Regions from separate parts of the Sus scrofa genome. Here all the other regions are linked to region 3. Evidence: chromatin contacts called from public HiChIP or PLAC-seq data. All regions are on one chromosome and are shown on one strand. Each heading gives the region's core, a stretch centred on a gene start, on an enhancer-like site or on the middle of the called end of the contact. The rest is flanking DNA. Distances are from core to core; before and after follow the strand shown.

What was found. HiChIP or PLAC-seq counts read pairs in DNA pulled down with a chosen protein or histone mark.
Region 1: an H3K27ac HiChIP or PLAC-seq map of alveolar macrophages shows a contact between it and region 3. The contact joins the enhancer-like site here to the promoter of IFNAR2 in region 3. A contact is called at or near these places in 11 of 47 Hi-C or Micro-C datasets (alveolar macrophages, blood, brain and 5 more) and 2 of 2 datasets of contacts at active chromatin or transcription factors (alveolar macrophages and skeletal muscle).
Region 2: an H3K27ac HiChIP or PLAC-seq map of alveolar macrophages shows a contact between it and region 3. The contact joins the promoter of OLIG2 here to the promoter of IFNAR2 in region 3. A contact is called at or near these places in 1 of 47 Hi-C or Micro-C datasets (epiblast stem cells) and 1 of 2 datasets of contacts at active chromatin or transcription factors (alveolar macrophages).
Region 4: an H3K27ac HiChIP or PLAC-seq map of alveolar macrophages shows a contact between it and region 3. The contact joins the promoter of IFNGR2 here to the promoter of IFNAR2 in region 3. A contact is called at or near these places in 2 of 5 promoter capture datasets (fetal liver and liver) and 2 of 2 datasets of contacts at active chromatin or transcription factors (alveolar macrophages and skeletal muscle).

The regions. Positions count from the first base shown.
Region 1 is chr13:196,943,086-196,947,817 of Sscrofa11.1, forward strand. It overlaps IFNAR1 (interferon (alpha, beta and omega) receptor 1), which reads left to right. Exons shown (of 11, transcript NM_213772.1): 7 at 118-317; 8 at 444-601; 9 at 2,673-2,823; 10 at 4,065-4,210. Among named protein-coding and RNA genes, the nearest start is that of IFNAR1, 20 kb to the left of the region's middle. Within about 2 kb of position 1,761, at least 2 of the 83 cell types and tissues checked have an H3K27ac peak or open chromatin away from gene starts, as enhancers often do. A contact at or near this core is called in alveolar macrophages, where this site is marked.
Region 2 is chr13:196,593,976-196,598,434 of Sscrofa11.1, forward strand. It overlaps OLIG2 (oligodendrocyte transcription factor 2), which reads left to right and starts at 2,863. Exons shown (of 2, transcript XM_003358929.4): 1 at 2,863-4,459.
Region 3 is chr13:196,763,273-196,767,617 of Sscrofa11.1, forward strand. It overlaps IFNAR2 (interferon alpha and beta receptor subunit 2), which reads left to right and starts at 2,815. Exons shown (of 10, transcript NM_001204775.2): 1 at 2,815-2,892. All of the region lies in intron 4 of LOC110256370 (40S ribosomal protein S2-like), which reads right to left.
Region 4 is chr13:197,006,014-197,010,618 of Sscrofa11.1, forward strand. IFNGR2 (interferon gamma receptor 2 (interferon gamma transducer 1)) reads left to right here and starts at 1,290. Exons shown (of 7, transcript NM_001111258.1): 1 at 1,290-1,509. The coding sequence starts at 1,425.

The sequences.
Region 1 (4,732 bases), core at 511-3,010, 180 kb after region 3:
CCTGCTCCTCCCACAGAGTGTCTGGCATATTATAGGTACTCAGTGAATATTTACTGACTTAGTGTGTTTGGAATAAAAAAAAAAAAAAAAAATTCACTTTTTTTTTTGTCTTCAAAGTGCCTTTTTAAAAAAGATTCCTGAGGACCATTCAGACAAGTGGAAACAAATACCAAACTGTGAAAATGTCAAAACGACCCATTGTGTCTTTCCTCAAAATGTTTTCACGAAAGGAATTTTCTTCATCCGTGTCCAAGCATCTAATGGAAATAGCACATCTCTTTGGTCCGAAGAGAAGAGATTTAATACTGAAATGCAAAGTAAGCTGATAGTTTTCATCTTTCCATGGTAATCATGGTAATTCTCCAATTTGCTGTAAATTCTTTTTTTTTAAAAACAAAAAGGTGGTCTAATTTGAACTTTGTGTCTTTACACATTTCTCCTAGCTATCCTGTTTCCTCCCGTCATCAACATGAAACCCATAAATGATGCTTCACTGCGTGTCGGTATCGGTGCTCCGAAAGAATCTGAGGACAAGTCTGTGAACCAGCTTTACCCACTAATTTATGAAGTTATTTTTAGAGAAAACACTTCAGATACTGAGGTATCATAAAGACTGTGTGGTATACGCTTGTAATTCAGAGTTACAACTGTGATTTGGGTAAACACAGCTCAAAGTTAAGATTTTAGGGAAATTTTTAAACTTGAAGGCTATGTGAGGAGTTCCCGTTGTGGCTCAGCGGGTTAAGAACCCCACATCGTGTCCGTGAGGACACGGGTCTGATCCCTGTCCTTGTTCCGTGGCTTAAGGATGCAGCGTTGCCATGAGCTATGGTGTAGGTTGCAGACACGGCTCGGAGCTGGCGTTGCTGTGGCTGTGTAACCTTCGGCAAAGTGCTTGCCCTCTGAGGCTGTTTGAATACTCATTGCATATCAGGTACTATGCTAAGTATTTTATATGAATGGTCCCAATCATTCTTTAAAACAACCCTGCCGGTTTGATCTGTTAAATTGCTCTTCTGCAAATTCGTAGAATGGAGTGTTCCTTTCTGCTTCACGGATGCCAGGCTGTAGACAGTGGACCGTGACGTGCACCTGTGTGGCTTGTTTCTGTGCTTCTCCCATTTGCCGAGAGGAAAGGAAGCACCAGGTCTCTGGTCCAGGGCAGAGGAGAGACTGTGGAGCAGACCTGAACTTGACCCACAGTCTCAGCGAGGGCTCCCCAGCCCACTGGGACACTCACCAGGGAGAAAAATAAATATGTTGTGAGCCGCAGGCTGTTTTGTTACACAACATTTCCCAACATTATTTTGTTGTAATGTTTTCTTACACAACGTTATTGTGGCAATAGCTGACTAATACAAACAAGAAGTCATAGTTGTCCTTATTGTACAGACCTGGAAATAGGGCCCAGAGGAATTAAATACCTCGCATAAAGCCTCTTAGCTCTAAATGATATTTTGATTCAGGCAGTTTGAGGCCAGAACCCCTGCTCTTAATTATTCTGCCACTAAGCAGAGGGAATACAATGGCAATCAAACCAAATCAGGGGTTCCCATTGTGGCTCAGGAGAAACGAATCCGATGAGGAGTCATGAGGTTGCAGGTTCGACCCCTGGCTCGCTCAGTGTGTTAAGAATCTGGCATTGCCATGAGCTGTGATGTAGTTGGCAGATGCAGCTTGGATCCTCTGATGCTGTGGCTGTGGCATAGGCCGGTGGCTGCAGCTCTGATTTGACCCCTAGCCTGGGAACTTCCATATGCAGTGGGTGTGGCCTTAAAATGAAGAAGAAAAAAAACACACACAAATGAGCGTGTTACTGATAAACAAGCTGTCTTAGGAAATGCTGTATTCTTTTTTTTACAGTAGCTTTTTTTTTTCTACCATCTTCATGGTATGGGGGTGTTCCTGGGCTGGGAATCAAACCCTCACCACAGCAGTGACCCAGGCTACTAGAGTGACAAGGCCGGATCCTTGCACCACAAGGGATCGCCAGCATTTTTAACTTTTTTTTTTTTTTAGTCTTTTTACTATTTCTTTGGGCCGCTCCCGCGGCATATGGAGGTTCCCAGGCTAGGGGTCGAATCGAGCTGTAGCCACTGCCCTACGTCAGAGCCACAGCAATGCGGGATCCAAGCCGCGTCTGCGACCTACACCACAGCTCACGGCAACGCCGGATCGTTAACCCACTGAGCAAGGGCAGGGACCGAACCCGCAACCTCATGGTTCCTAGTTGGATTTGTTAACCACTGCGCCACGATGGGAACTCCCAGCATTTTTAACTTTTAAGTTTGGTTATCGTGTTGTCCAAAAAAATTTCTATGTCTTAAACATATAGCAACTAAGCATTTGGGAGAGGCCAATCTCAGATTGACTATTTAAAGAATTCAGAAAATTGGGAATTCCCCGTCATGGTACAGTGGAAACAAATCCAACAGGAACCATGAGGTTGTAGGTTCGATCCCTGGCCTCGCTCAGTGGGTTGAGGATCGGCGTGGCTGGGGCTGTGGTGTAGGCCGGCAGCTGCAGCTCCACTGAGACCCTTAGCCTGGGAACCTCCATGTGTACGGGTGCACCCCTTCAAAAAAAAAAAAAAAAAAGAGAATTCAGAAAATAAATACTCGCTATATGATTTCACAGGTACTAAACGTTCTCAATGACTTATTTTTTTATAGAGAGACGTTCTAGAGAAGAGAACGGATTTTACTTTCTCTAACTTGAAACCACTGACTGTGTATTGTGTCAAAGCCAGAGCACTCATCGAGAATGACAGGTGGAATAGAAGCAGTGTTTTTAGTGACACTGTGTGCGAGAAAACCAAACCAGGTCAGAGCCTCTTGTCGTATCTTTTCTTTTTTCGTGTAATGAAACAATAAAATTGTGAAATACTTCCTTTTTACCATAAAAATAGAATATCTTCTCTGTGAGCTGTGTGTCAAAAGTGGACCTTTGCGCCAAGGCTGTCGATCGTTTTAGAAAATATTTTCGATACCTTCGTTCAGTGGTTCTTGCACGCTCTATATTTCACGCATATCCACATGATGGTCTTTCATTAAAATAGTTAATGATGGAGGTCCCGTCGTGGCCCAGTGGTTAACGAATCCGACTGGGAACCGTGAGGTTGCAGGTTCGATCCCTGGTCTCACTCAGTGGGTTGAGGATCCGGTGTTGCCACGAGCTGTGGCGTAGGTCGCAGACGAGGCTCGGATCCCGAGTTGCTGTGGCCCTGGTGTAGGCCTACAGCTACAACTCCAATTGGACCCCTAGCCTGGGAACCTCTATATGCCACGGGAGCAGCCCTTGAAAAGGCAAAAAGACACACACAAAAAGCTAATGATAATGATAATTTTCATATAATCCCTAATGTAATCGTCATGTGGAAATCCCTTAATTAGTCCAGTTGTGGGTTTTGGTGTGTGAGAAGGGTTTAGACCTGCTCTGTATGTGACGGTGCCTCGTGTTGACTTGGAACGCTCAGTCTCAGAGTGTTGGAAGCTGTGCTGGCTGGGTGTGACCGAGGCACTGGTGGACACTTTGCATGGGCAGAGCTCCCCATCAGTATCAAATCCTTCGGGGAGGGTGTCTTATTTCACTTCCCAGGCCACTCTTTAAATGCCAGTGCTATTGCTCACCGCTTTTGTATGTTCAGTGCTTCCAGCAGTGTTTCTAAGGGCAGTATTTTATGTCTCTTTCCTTTCGCATGGCTATATTTCGTTCACAAAAACTGTCAGCCTTCTTCAGGGATGTGTGTGTCAGAACTTATACTGAGGGAGCTCCCTTCATGGCTCAGTGGTTAACGAACCTGACCTGGATGCATGAGGATGCAGGTTCAATCCCTGGCCTCGCTCAGTGGGTTTGAGGATCTGGCATTGCCGTGAGCTGTGGTGTAGGTCACAGACACAGCTCGGATCCTGTATTGCTGTGGCTGTGGCTGTGGTGTAGGCTGGCAGCTACAGCTCCGATTTGACCCCTAGCCTGGAAACTTCTGTATGCCACAGATGCAGCCCTAAAAAGCAAAAAAAAAAAAGCACCTATATTGATGCTAAACACCGTTTGTTTGTTTTTAGGAAGCACTTCCCAAGCCTGGCTTATAGCTGGAATTCTCTCGGCGATACTTTTGTTCCCTGCTGTTTTTTATGGTGTGAAAGTCGTCTCGCGATGTATCAATTATGTGTTCTTCCCATCAAGTAAACCTCCTTCCACTATAGATGAGGTTCGTTACTTTGCTTTATCAATAGCCAGCTGGGTTTTTCTGAAAATGACTGGGGAATACCTGTGATTTCAACAGAGTGTAAATTGTTTTCTTGATACTCAGAAAATAATGCAGACTGATTCGGAGGTTTTTCCGTCAGCAAGCTGACTTTAGAAACAGCCATCTAGGAGTTCCCGTCATGGCACAGCAGACATGAATCCAACTAGGAACCTTGAGGTTGCGGGTTTGATCCCTGGCCTTGCTCAGTGGGTTAAGGATCTGGCGTCGCCGTGAGCTGTGGTGTAGGTTGCAGACGCGGCTCGGATCCTGTATTGCTGTGGCTGTGGCTGTGGTGTAGGCGGGGCAGCTGCAGCTCTGATTAGACCCCTAGCCTGGGAACCTCCATATGCTGAGGGTGCACCTCTAAAAAGCAAAAAAGAAAAAAAAAGGAAAAAAAAAGATAAAACAGCCATCTAGAAGAATATAACATGGAATGGTAAGGTGGATCCCTCGTCTCCAATTTTTCTGGCAGTTTGGCGCCTG
Region 2 (4,459 bases), core at 1,613-4,112, 170 kb before region 3:
CTCCTCGCCCTCCTTGCAGGCAGCTTCCCAGCACATCCGCTCCTAAGCTGTCCCTGATTCAGGCAGCACACACAAGACCCATCTCCAGAAACTGGTGGTGCAGATGTGTGTCACCTGCAGCCTGGAAGAAACTCTCCCCAGCTCAGAAGCTGTGTCCCCTTCTGGAAGGTCTTAGCCCCAGAAAGGTTTGGGGGCTTTCTGGTCCCCTGTGTCTGCTCCACCCTATACCCCAATGGAGCCCACCCCACCTCAGGATACACTTCTGGATTCATCACTCTGTGCACCCTTATCCCATGGGTTAATCTCATTGGAGGGGAGAGTGTAGGGACCTCAAGAATGGGGGAAGAGAGTGAGCAGAGGTGTAAGACTAAGCCACCCAGGCCCCTGGGACTTAGGGTTCAATGAGCTGGAGGTTGAACTCAGCCCAGGGAACCTTCGGTCTTCAGTAGCTTCATCTGTAAAATGGGAACAACAGGCCTTCCTCTTAACAAAAAAGGGCTATTGGTGAGATAATGGTTTGTAAACTGAGGTCTATAAAAGTTAGTTTCAGGTCACTGGCAGGCCCATCCCAAGGTCGTTCCACTGCAACCTTGGGGGGCATGTTAACTGCAATGGCAGGGATGCTTAGGAGCAGGGGACAGTCGTGGGCTTGATGGAGGGGGGTGATCCAGATAGAGGGATTGACTGAAGGGAAGGGGCTATGGGTTTGGGGGTTTGTTTGGGTGCTTTTTTGTTTGTTGTTTCCCTCTAGCTTCCAGGGTACAGCACTCAGCTCAAGCTCCCGGACATTCTTCTGGAATTCTCCCCAGGCCCACCCTCTGTGGACACCCAAGCCTGAGCCAGGCCAGGGCAGGGGGTCCTCTGTTCTCAAAGCCTCACAGTCATCCAAACAGCTGGAGTTTTATTCACAGGATGGAAAAATTACAAAGGGAGGATGTTATTCAACCTTCTCACCTTCTCAAATCTCACAGCGCACACACATTAGAGGCCACAGGGAGTTTCCAGAAGCCCCTTTTAGGAACAAGAATCTGAGACTGAAAGTAGACAACCCGACCTGAGATCCCTAAGTTTCTGGTGCCCACCCCTCGGCAACTTCCATCGAGATGCTGCCTCTCCTGGACCCGCCCCTCTGCTCAGAGGACCTTGAACAAATGCCCACGCCCCTCTGAGCATCAAGTCTGCCACCTGGAAAATGGGAAGAACTAATATCTCGCTGCTACTGCCAGTGAGCTGTTAAGTGAGATGAAATCTGTCAAGACCAAGTGCCTGGCACAGCTTAGGCCACCTCCAAGTGGTCATTAGGGGGCAGTCACTTCCCCTGTCATTCTAAAAGCCCCCATAAGGACAGCAATCTAGATTACAGACCTCTTGGTTTATTGTGTAAACCAAAGAAATACACACACACACACACACACACACACACACACACACACACACACACCCGGGACCACATTTACAAGAACTTTACCGATTGGGTTTCACACCAGCCCGTGTGTACATTTGCAGGTGTGTGCCTTCCAAAGTATTTACCGAGCACCCTCCACTGTGCTAGGTGCCACGGAGGGAGGCAGGGATGGCCCTGGTAGACTCTGGAAGGCGAGTCTCTCCCAAGGACGACAGAAAGTATTTGTTTGCAGAGTTCTGCTTTCCAAGAGGTCTTATAGCTCACATTTGGGCGCCAAACGCTGGCACTCGGCATTCCCTCTGGTTTCCGGATCGGGAGCGCTGGCCGAAATGCTTTTTTCTTTTCTTTCCGGGAGCCTCGCCTCCCCACTGCCAGCCCCGGCCCGCCCTGCGCAAGGACGCCGCTCTCCTTGGCAGCCGGGCCGAGACTCTGCCTGAATGTGCGCAGGAACTCGGAGATGGGAAAGACCCGAATGGGAAAGAAAGGCCCGGGAGGAACCCGGGAAACAGTGGGAGGTCTGAGCCTTTGGAGCCCCGCGCAAGCCCTCCCCGGCCGGTTTGGCACAAGCTCCACCCGGGCTGCCAGGCGGCTGAGCAAAGGCCGGCCCCGACACGCACCCGGCCTTTTGTGGGAGGGAAACACAAAGAAGAGGGAAAAACACGTCTTCCGTTTTGACGGAGGAGGCCGGCAGCTCCAGGACGTCTGGGCCAGCCAGGAACTCCCGGGGCCGAGCCCATTAGCCTCGGCGAGTGAGCACTCAATTTCGCGGGAAGAGGATGTGGCCCAGCAGCGCGCGCGCGCGCGGGTGGGAACCGTGGTGCAGGGGACACTCCCAGGGCGCGCACACCAGGCGCCGGGCGCAAGGCCTGGACAAGTGCCAGGATGCCTCTAGGACCCACCTGAGGGCAAGCGCCAGTGGCCAAGCTCCAGTTCCCGATTATTCCTGGAGGGGGTAGGAGGAGTCTGAGACGCCGCGAGAAGTGTACAGCGACCAACTTGTCCCTGGGCTAAAGAAACCCAGGGGACACACACCACTCCCACCTCCTCCGGAGCAACTCCGATGACGGGAGGATGTTGGAGAAGGACACTCCCGGAGAAAGGGCCCGCAGCTTTGAGCTGCCAGCCTGAGCTCCGGGAGCGGGGAGTGAGGACCGCGAGGTGCCGCTGCGCTGCCCGCGAACGGCCACCAGCGCCTCGGCTCGGTGGCACGGAGCTGGGACCCGCAGCGTCCTGATGGGCGTCCACGCAGGAACTTGGCAAGTTAGCCAGCTCTCCTGCTTCCGGACTCTGCCTTCCCAGGCTCTAAACTCGCGCCGTGCCTGAAGGGGCCCGTCAATCTTCGACCCTGCTTCTGACTCCAGTCTCTGCTGCAAGCGCGTAAAGAACCGCGCACCCTCGCAGACCGCTGGACGCCGGACAGTCGCCCGTGGCAAGCAGCAAAAGAAGGAACCGGGGCTACGGGACACGTGCCGCCCGCTGGTCTAACCTCGGCGGCCGCGACCCAGGCGCGCACGCATTGCGCCTGCTGGTGTTTATTAGACACACAGGCGTGCTCGCAAGTCCACAGCCCGGCTGATGCTCACAGCTCACACCCCCACGAATGTCCTCACTGCCAGTGGCCCGGAAAGCCCAAAGGAATGATCCTCAAATACCCGAGCTCTTCCTGCTCCCCACCCCCGCTCCCGGCGTTCTTCCAAGTGACAGATTCGCCTAATTGAACGGTTGTGGGTCATCTTCTGTAACCGTTGGACGACACATCTCCACGCTTCAGTTCTTCATGTTTTAAACACATATTTAACGGATGGCTGCAGAGCCAGCTGGGAAACACGCGGGTTGAAAAATAAAGCCCCAGAAGGCATGAGACTGGGGCAAAGGGGAGAGTCTGCTGGGTTTCCTGGTGTAGATGGGGCTGGAAGGCTTATCCAGGAAGTGAGAGCAATAACGCCGGTTTCTTTTCTGTGTTTGTTTATTTTGTAACTTTGCTACTTGAAGGCGAATTGCTTGCTAAATTTGCCTGGTTTTTAAAAGCCCTGCATACAAATTAAAAGTTCCCAAACAACGGAGGTAACGTGAGGACAGTAACAGTCCCTGAGAGGGAGAAATGGGACCCGTTTGTGTGTCTGCAGTATAAAGGGCTAGGATCCAGAAACCGGAGAAGCAAACAAATAGGGAAAATCTTAGAGGTCAGGGAGATGTCAGCTGCCTCTGTTATAAAGGAACCGCCAACTCTCCCATCTGCAGTCCAGGCAAGGCTGAGCGGCAAACTGGTCAGCATTTTTCCCCTGGTAGGCTTGCTGCCCGATTTTCCCATCTTTAAAATGGGTGGGGGCATTAGCACCACGGATCCACCTCAGCTGGTCGCTTCTCTAGACCGGGTTTAATTCTTCGTGGTCAAGGTGTTCCGGGTTTGAGAGCCAGGCAGCGATTGGTAAATGCTGCAGCGAGTGGTCAGATCTCGCCCTCTGGCCTGCGGGTGTGGAGGTCTTTACCCAAGCTTGCGCCTTTTTTTGGGCAGATAAACCAGCCTGGCTCCCCTACCCCAGGGCGTGCTGACCACCTTAAAGATGGTGCAAAAAATACCCTCATCTAGTTCCCATGCTGTGAGGGGGTGCTTAACCCTGAGTTCGACTCTCGCCTTGTGTTGTTAGCATGGTTACTGCGCGGAAATACGGCTTCCCTGTGTCTATACCATAGTCAACTTTATAAAGAGTTGGGATTTCCTTCCAAACAGCATTCTGGAGTCAGTCCCCTCCTTCCGTGCCGGCTTGCTCCCTGGCGAGGCCCTTGCCCCCAGGTGGGGGCGCTACCGGCCGCCGGCCAAGCTGCGGCAGCCACCACCTCCCAGAAGCGCGCTTAGAGTACGAAGAAAGTAGGAGCTTTGTGTCTGGTTTATCCGGTACATTTGGGGTTCAAAATGTGCACGTGCTGCTGAAACCCACGAGATGGGAACAGGTGGCAAGAACGCAGAGAGAGAGTGAAGCAAAGCAAAGGAGGACACTCCAGCCCCAGCTCCTGGGTCGCCTGGGTTGTCCTTACGGATCCCCAAGATCCGAA
Region 3 (4,345 bases), core at 1,565-4,064:
TCTGGCGTAGGCCAGCAGCTAGAGCTCGATTGGACCCCTAGCCTGGGAACCTCCATATGTCTGGGGTGCAACCCTTAAAGGACAAAAGACAAACAAACAAAAACGGAAATCATACTTATGTTTCAAAAACAGTCAATATAGAATAAAATTCCACCCATACTAGTCATTTTCCTTCTATCATTTTTAGGGAAAAGAAAAATAAATCATTCATTAAATCCAATGCCTTTTATAACAAAAACCAACACAGACAGCTTGAACCTGACCTACGATTAGGAATAATAGACGTTTGAAATTCAACGACAATTTAATTCTTTGGAAACATCCCCCGTCTAGGTGTCAATGATTCATTCAACTTTGTCATTAGCATTATTAATTGCTTAATATCGTTTACGACCAGGAAACCCCTAATGTAGTGAAAATTGCAAAAGAATAGACTCTAGGAGCCCTATATCCAGCCGTGCCTCTGTGGTTCGGTTTCAGGAAAGAGTTTTCTATCTCTGGGTCTCAGTTTCTTTGCTTTGGAAAATGCGGAATTGAATCAAATTACCTTGCATTTCTCTCCAACTCTCATAACCCCTCATTCACACACCCTTTAAAATAAGTACCCGCAGTTCACGCACTATTCTTCCTTGAGAAACAGCGCCACCTTCAGGTCACAATAACCATAACAGAGCGGCTGCAGAGTTGCTTCTCCCGCAGGCAGGAATTATTTGCCAGATCCACAGAAACCCGTCCCCCTGGCGTCCTTGGGGACCTGGTCACACATTTGTGAGCCTGCCAGCTGGGTTAAGATCAATGTGTATGGACATGGAGCCAAGCTGAGCTAACTGGCCCACAGGGGACAGATACATGACCTTGGTCTAATTATCACAGCCCCCGGCTCACGGAGCTCACCCACGGAACAATTCCTAGGAAAGAGATCAAGCAAGAAACACGCTGGATGAACTGAAGCCTAAAAAGCAATGATAATAGACACACCTCTTCTTATCCCCTTAAGACAGTTTCCACCTGTTCTCATTTTAGCATGATACCCTGCAAGGCAGCTCTCGTGTGTTTTATCAAGAAAAATTGCATAGCGGAGTTCCCATCGTGGCTCAGTGGTTAACAAATGCAACTAGGAACTATGAGGTTGTGGGTTCGGTCCCTGGCCTTGCTCAGTGGGTTAAGGATCTGGCAGTGCCATGAGCTATGGTGTAGGTCGCAGATACGGCTCAGATCCCGCATTGCTGTAGCTCTGGCATAGACTGGTGGCTACAGCTCCGATTAGACCCCTACCCTGGGGACCTCCATATGCCGCAGGTGTGGCCGTAGAAAAGGCAAAAAAGACACAAAATAAATACATAAATAAATAAATAAAAAGAAAGAAAGAAAAATTGCATAGCAGACTCTTAAATAAATACCATTATTATTTTTTTTTTTTTTTTTGCACCCAGCAAATATTTATCAAGAAACCACTTAATCCCAGCACAGTGCTGAGGGCTCTCACAAAATTCTTTCTACTGAATTTCCACCACAGTCCTTAAGAGGCAAGCATGAAAATGCCCATGCTTCCACACAAGGAAATTGAGACTCAGAGAGGTGTGGAAATGACATGACAGCTTTGGCTCCAGTCTTGAGTATGAGATACTCGCATACTTCCTGCGTTAGGAGGGGCCACAATCAACCAAGAATGTAACAGCAACTGCCCCTTTTCCAGGCTTATCTCTCTGCACAACCTCGTTCTGCCAAATGCAATCGGCAGTTGCGAGCAAAGGCAGTTCGAGAACGCCATTTCTTTCTTTGAAGTGTGATCAGAAAACAGCCCTATCTTTGCCAACCAGCTTCAACTGCAGTACCCTGAGCTGCATGGATGGGGTTCATGGGTTAGAGGGGATATGGTGTTTTGTCACTAAGTCTCACAGTTTGCAAAAGATGGCTCATCTGAGAAAGAGAGTAAAGAGTATTTAAGATTATCCCTTTGAAAATATCCCATCACCCCCTAAATTTCCTAGGCTTTCTTGGGTGGGAAAGGGGCAGAGCAACTCCAAGCCCAGAAGGATGCTTTGTAGCTGGAAATACCACATTCCCCTGCATCACTCAGGAGAGACATGGGGGCCCCGCTGCACAATGCCCCTCACCGCATATCTCACGCTTTCCTGTATTCGTACAGGCTTGCGTGACACAAGCTGACAAAAATCAGGTTTTCCAGTCTGTCTCCCAGATTATACTTTACAGAATACTGGCACATAAATATGCAGTCACCAAGTATTTGCTGGTGTATTAGGGGGAAAACTGTAATCTACATGCAGAAAACAGACATGAGATAAGCTGGAGTGATTGGACCTATGTGAGATGGTAGCGAAGTTATTTTCAGACAGCGCCCAGGGAAGGAGCCTGGCTCAGAAAGGGACGGGAAAAATGCTCACAAACTTTGGTTTATGGCTTATGGGAAAAAGACCCAGATGGAACAAGATGGCAGAGTTGCACTGACCCTTTGAGGAAGGAGAAGTTAAGATGTGGCATCTAAACCACAAGGCAGACACCAGAAAAAAAAAAAAAAATTGCGTAAGCAAGGAAATTCTCAGTTTGGAGCATCTTCTTATACTCAGAGGAAATGTTATTCAAAGTTGCAGCTAGTGAGAAATTGAGGAACAGATGCTTGATAGTTGGTGTGCAGTTTTTGCCTGTAGTCGTAATTGGCAGGGGCAGTTCCACGGCGTTTCAGAGGCCGAGGTGGAAAAGGAGGAAATAGAAGGGGCTGGGGACTGACGGTCACAGCATAGAGGCAGCCACCAAGGATGAACTGGAGCAAAAAAGCAGAACTGTCTACAAGGCACGTATCCCTGAAAGAGTATTATGCAGAGAAGCCCCAACAGCAGCGGCTGTGGCTGAGCGAATCCTGCTTGGAAGCTGGTAAGCCCCTCTCAAGCCCCAATGGTAATGATGGTAGGTGAGCAATCCGTTATCTTTTGTCAGCATCATCCATGCTAGCCTCCTCGTCGCCTTCTTCCCACATCCTAACCCAAGGAGCCAGGCTTTCTTCGTACAGTTTCTATTCTGCAGGAGGTTAAGCCAACAGAGAATCAAAACTAGGAGTTCCCGACAAGGAACGAATCCGACAAGGAACCAGGAGGTTGCGGGTTTGATCCCTGGCCTCGCTCAGTGGGTTAAGGATCCGGCGTTGCTGTGAGCTGTGGTGTAGGTCACAGACGAGGCTCAGATCTGGCATTGCTGTGGCTCTGGCGTAGGCTGGCAGCAATAGCTCTGATTCGACCCCTAGCCTGGGAATCTCCATATGTTGCAGATGCGGCCCTAAAAGGACAAAAGAGAAAAAAAAGCTAGTTATCACTATGTATAAAATAATAAGCTAGGACCGAGAGTGTGAACAGTTGTTTCTGCAGCATCTGGAGCGTGGTCCTCCGGGCATTGTTTTCTGCTTTATTTTGTCCTTGGTGGCCTTTGGAGGGGCTGAAGTAGCTCCGGAGAGGTGGGACGGCAGAGATGAAGAGTGTACACCACTTTTGCGGGTTACAGATGGTGTGCAGAGAAGTGGGCGCTAAATGCGTGCTACCATAGACCCCGATTCAGGCTGGGCGAGAAGTGTTCCCATAGGGAAGTCCCCATGTTTTTGGAAACAGATTCATTCATACAACCATGCATTTAGTTGCACACCTACTATGTGCTATGCGCTGGGCACAGAGTAATGACAGCATCCCATCAAGTTCTTGGGCGATTCTGATGGGATGCCTGCAAATGAGGGACTTGGTTGGATCCAGAGGACGTGAGCTTTTATGCAGGGGGATAAGCCATATCTCCCTAAGGGGCAAGGTCAATGGACCTGGACAGAGAGTGGTTTTAACTCTCAGTAATGGAGAGACCGGTACCTGTAGGTCAATAGGTACAAATGAGGACAGCTGAAATCTACATGGAGCAGCTGAAAACTGGCAAAGAGGTTTAAGCTCCTCACCATTCATTGGGCATTCAATTCCCTGAATGCACCAGACTTTGGGACACACCAGCCCACAAGGCCCCTCTGTGTGAGTCTGGGAAAGGCACGGTGTGGGCACCTATCTTCCTGGGAACTGGGTGAAACCTGCTGTCCCACAGCTGGACTTGAGAACCCACATACCGCCTCCCAGCCTGCTCTGCTGGGGCCTTCTGCCTTAGACATTTACCCAAGTTCTTCCATCTTCCTGCAAGGCTTCCCCACACCCCCACCCCTTCCCACCTCCCCTTCCAAACCCCACCTTAGAGATGACCGTCACAGAGTTCCCGTGTGGTTCATCAGATTAAGAACCTGACTAGAATCCATGAGGATGCAGGTTCGATCTCTGGCCTCTCTCAGTGGGTTAAGGATCCGGCGCTG
Region 4 (4,605 bases), core at 40-2,539, 240 kb after region 3:
GGATTCTGACTTATGTCCTGCTCTTTTCCCTTCACGTATATAAACTCGTCTTTGTCTTGAAAAACTCACTCAAAGCATCATTCAAACACTGCGAGAGATTCATTTGATCACGCATTTTTACAACAGTGGCCACTTTCGAAAGAGTTCTACAGTAAGGAAAGAAAATGCAAAAAGTCCCAAAGCTTGAAGATGCCAAACATTATGTTCCCAAGGAGCCCAGCAGCCACACACACCCATTTCTGCCCTCCATGGGTCCAACAACCTCTTCTTTCACTCTTGGTCTCGCCGCCCCCCCGCCCCGCAACTCCTTCCCTTTTTTGCCTGCTCTTTCCCTGCTGAGTGGGGTTAGGGCTCATTTGGGGAGAAAAGATAGACCCTTGAAAGTCTGAGGGGTCCGCGGGGGGCCGGCAGTAGATGGGAGCCAGCAGGGAGCCTGAAGTGCACCGGGGCCGGGGGCGGGGTGGGGGGGGTGGTAAGAATTCCGGGTAGTTCTGGATCTCAAATCCTTTCTGGCATCAAATGGCAAAGGGCGGCGCAGACTCAGACTCTAAGAGCTGGCCTTCCCCGCACCCCCGACATCCCCCAACTCCTGAGGTTACTTCCTCATACTCATCACAGTCTGAACTAGGGCCAAAACCCACAAACCATTATGAAATGTGGGGCTTTTTCTCTCCCCCATCTCACTGCGCCCATTATCCCCCAAAGCCCCGCCCCTTCCTTCACCCCGACCCTTTCGACCAACCAGCCCCTTAAAACCTATTTTCAAAAAGGGGTTAAAAGCTGAATATGTACTTGAGAGACTAATAAGCAAAAGTTTACACTTCAGGCAGGAATGCTCGAATGGCACAACCGCAGGAATCAGCGGGAGAAGAGGGGCCGGGGGCGGGGGATGCTCCGCTCCAGACCCACCTGCGACCTCGGGTCTCGAGGGGTCTTGCCGGCAGCATCGCAAGCCCCCGAAAGTGGCATCTGGCAGGGTTCCCTCTCCACCCCACTCCTGTGCCAGGCCCGGGCCGGCCGGCCTCGGTGGGGCCCCGGCTCCGGTGTCTGCAAAGGCTGCGCCAGGGCCGCGCGGAACCCCCCCGGGCCGTGGTTCCCGGGGGCGGCGGCGGCGGGGCTGGGGGGCCCCGGGAAAGTCCCCGCAGCGGGCGGGGCGCGGGAGCGCGGCGGCTTCTCGGCGCGGCGCGGGGCGGGGCACGGGCGCCGGGAGGGGCCGGCTCGGGCTCGGCTGCCGAGCGGGGTTCCCTGGCCGCTCGGGACACGCCACCCCCGCAGCTGCTCGGGAAGAGGCGGGCCCCGCGCGCCCAGCGCTCGCCATGGCCGCCGAGGCGGCGACGTGAGCGCCCGGGCGACCCCGTGCCGGGGCCGGGCCGCGCCCAGAGCCGCCGCCGCCGCCGCTCCTGCGGCGCCCGGAGCCCCGGGCCATGCGGCCGCTGCTCGTTCTGCTGCCGCTGGTGCTGCCACCGCTGCTGCTGTTCGGCAGATGCGGCGCCGCGGCGTCCCCGGCAGGTAAGCGGAACCCGGGCCCCCGAGGCCGCACGGAGGCGTCGTCGCATGGGTGGGAGTCCGCGGGGAGCCCGGAGCAGGTGGGGGAATCCACGGGGAGCCGATCGGTCCGGAGGAAACGGGGTGTCCTTAGCGGGTGGGGTCGGCGGGGAGCCTGGATCGGTCGAGGGCCTGCGGGGAGCCTCGATGGGTCGAGAGTCTGCTGGGCGGGGTCCGCGGGAGCCCGAATCGCGTGTCGGGTGGTGGGGGAATTCCGAGCAGTCCCCGGGGCCGGGACCTGGCGCAGCGAGAGGAGCCGTGGGACCGCCAGCGCCCTGGACATCGCTCCCAGGAAGGAAGCGCTCAAGCTGCCGCCGCACGAGTCTGAGCACACAGGGGCTCCTTCTCTCCCACCTCCGCGCCGCCGCACCCTACAACGAACGCGGCCGACCTCCGAACTTCTCAAAATAAACAGAGGCAAAGTCAAAGCCAGGGCTCGAGAAAAGGCCGCCTCTGCCGGCCACAGATTTTTCCCGATCCGCCTGAACGGAGCCCTGCCTGGCCCCGGTGGCAGGAGCTGGAAGCAGGTCCCAGGCCTGCCTGCCTTCCAGCTTCGTGCCGCGGAGCCCAGCCACCCGCAAGGGACCTCCGTCTAGGAGGTTGTGACCCTAGCTCAGTTTTAACTGCGGCCCAGTGTGTTTGATAGCGGTCAGTCCCCCCCGCCTGCTACCCGCCCCAGGGATGGGATAGATGGGGGGCAGTACTCAGGGCAGGATGCAGAAAGGTCAGGTTGCCAGTAGAGGGTCAGGTGAACCAGACTTTTCATTCCAGCTCCGTGTCCAGTTGGACAGCCCTTTACCTGAGCTCAGCCTCCTGCTCACCTCTGACCCTGACTGACGGTCCTTATGAGCCAAATAGAAAAACTAGGAAAAGAGAGAATGAAAGGAAGGAAGGGAAGGACGGAGGAAGGGAGGGCAGACAAAGATGGATGAAGAAAAACATTTTCTCTGTTCACACCTATGTTTTGCTGGGTTCTTTCTGCTGGAGAGGCTGATGGCATAAATTGGGTAACTCTTTTAAAAGTCTCAGGAATTTAGAGGTTTCCTCCCCCTTGAAATCTCAGAGTGTTTTTGGGTTGGTTTCTTCTCCAGCATCCCTCGCAAAAGCCCTTAAATACCGTAGCTCTTCCTTAAGGGGAGCCTTGCATAGGAGGATATGCGCTCGCTTGCGGGGAAATGGCTGCTTCCCCAGGGAGTTGGACAGGTGGGTTTGGATTCTGACTCTGCCCCCTCCCTGAGCCTCCCTCACATTGGTAAAACGTAGGTAATTGCCCAGGCTGGGTGATGGGCAGATGGTGGCACTTTATACTAGCGCTACTCTTGATGAGTCTATGAACTTGTTTGTGACTTGTCTGCCATGAGTCCAGAGTTTGAGAGAAGTATTTAGAAACTTTGCAGTTTGATATTGCTGCAACACCCACGGGCGGGTCCATCTTTCTAGAGATTCTCCTTTATTGTATTCTGCAAAGGTTCAGGTCTGTGCGAAATATACCCATTCTTCACCCTAGACCCTTTGCAAAGCAGCACCATTTTACAAATCTGTTTCTGTGACTCTCTGAAATTTTGCACAATAAACAATTAAAAGCTAGGGTCTATTTAAGAGAAACTCTTTGTGAGTCAAAACACAAAGTGAAAATACTAACAATGATTTGTAGTAAACAGGTGGTAGAACATTTTCCAGACACTTACATAATTTGCGGGTGTCCTTCAATAATCATGTAATTGTTTTTTGGAGTTCGCCTTGTGGCACAGTGGAAACAAATCCGACTAGGAACCATGAGGCTGCAGGTTCGATCCCTGGCCTCACTCAGTGGGTTAAGGACTTGGCGTTGCCGTGAGCTGTGGTGTAGGTCACAGACAAGGCTTGGATATGGTGTTGCAGTGGCTCTGGTATAGGCCGGCAGCTGTGGCTCCAATTGGACCCCTAGCCTGGGAACCTCCATAGGCCAAAGGTACAGCCCTAAAAAGACAAAAAAAAAAAAAAATCATGTAATTGTTTTTATGGTCAGAGGAAGAAAAAGTCTAGATACGTTTAGCCTACTTTAAAAAACATATCAAGTCTCAAACACCTGGGTCCAGGTGGATGGGAGGTGGCTGGTGGGGAAGGAAGGGGAACAGCAGGCGCTGTGGTTGTGCAGTGCAGAGGGCACACTTACCACCCACCAATGATCTCTTCTTACCAATGACAGGTGGTGAACCATTGCCCAAAAGAGCATGGAGAAGGCAGGAGAGGCGGGGCTCTGTACCCTCTGCTTAGGACAGTGAGCTTTCATCTTGGAGGAGCTAGGGTGTCATGAAAGGCCTAGGGTCCACTGTATTAGGGGGACGGTATTAGTTTCCAGTTGTTGCTATAGCAGGTGACCGCCAACTTTGTGCCTGCATACAGTACAGATTTGTATGTGTCTGCTCTCTTGGCTGTGAGTGTCTCTGCTGTAGACATCTTTGCCATGTGCATTTTCACCTCAAACATCTTCACTGCATAACTAATTAGCCATAAGGCAGTTTTGCCATAAAAGATAAAATAGCTGGTTGACAGTTTGGTTTGACAGTTTGGTTTCAAGTGGTTGCAACGTGTTCGCATTTCTTTCAATTAGTGAACTTATCAATGGCCTTATCAAGCTGACGGAGTATGATGCTTTGCCCCAAGAATTGGTTTCTTATTTCGAAACATACTTCCTTGGAAGAGAAGGAGGCTGGGGGCTTTGAAGGTGCAGAGTTGAAGCAGCGTTTCCCCTGGGACCGAATGTCTATCGATGGACACGTGACAACATGCCAGGAACACACAGCAGTGAAGAGGCTTTTGAAACGCGGCACAAAGCTTAGGTACATATACGCATCCTGCTGTTTGAAAACTAACACCCCGCTTAATGAAGGAAGAAATCTTGGTGAGAAAAAAAAGAAAAAAGCATGAGACAAATCAACAAGCAAAAAAAAAAAAAAAAGTATATAGTGTGATGAACAAAAGGCCTTGAAGACAACTGCTTCCTAAAAGCTACAGAATAAAATCAGTTATTTCTGCAGTATCGCCATAAATCTATGCACCTTTCAAATGTATTCAAAC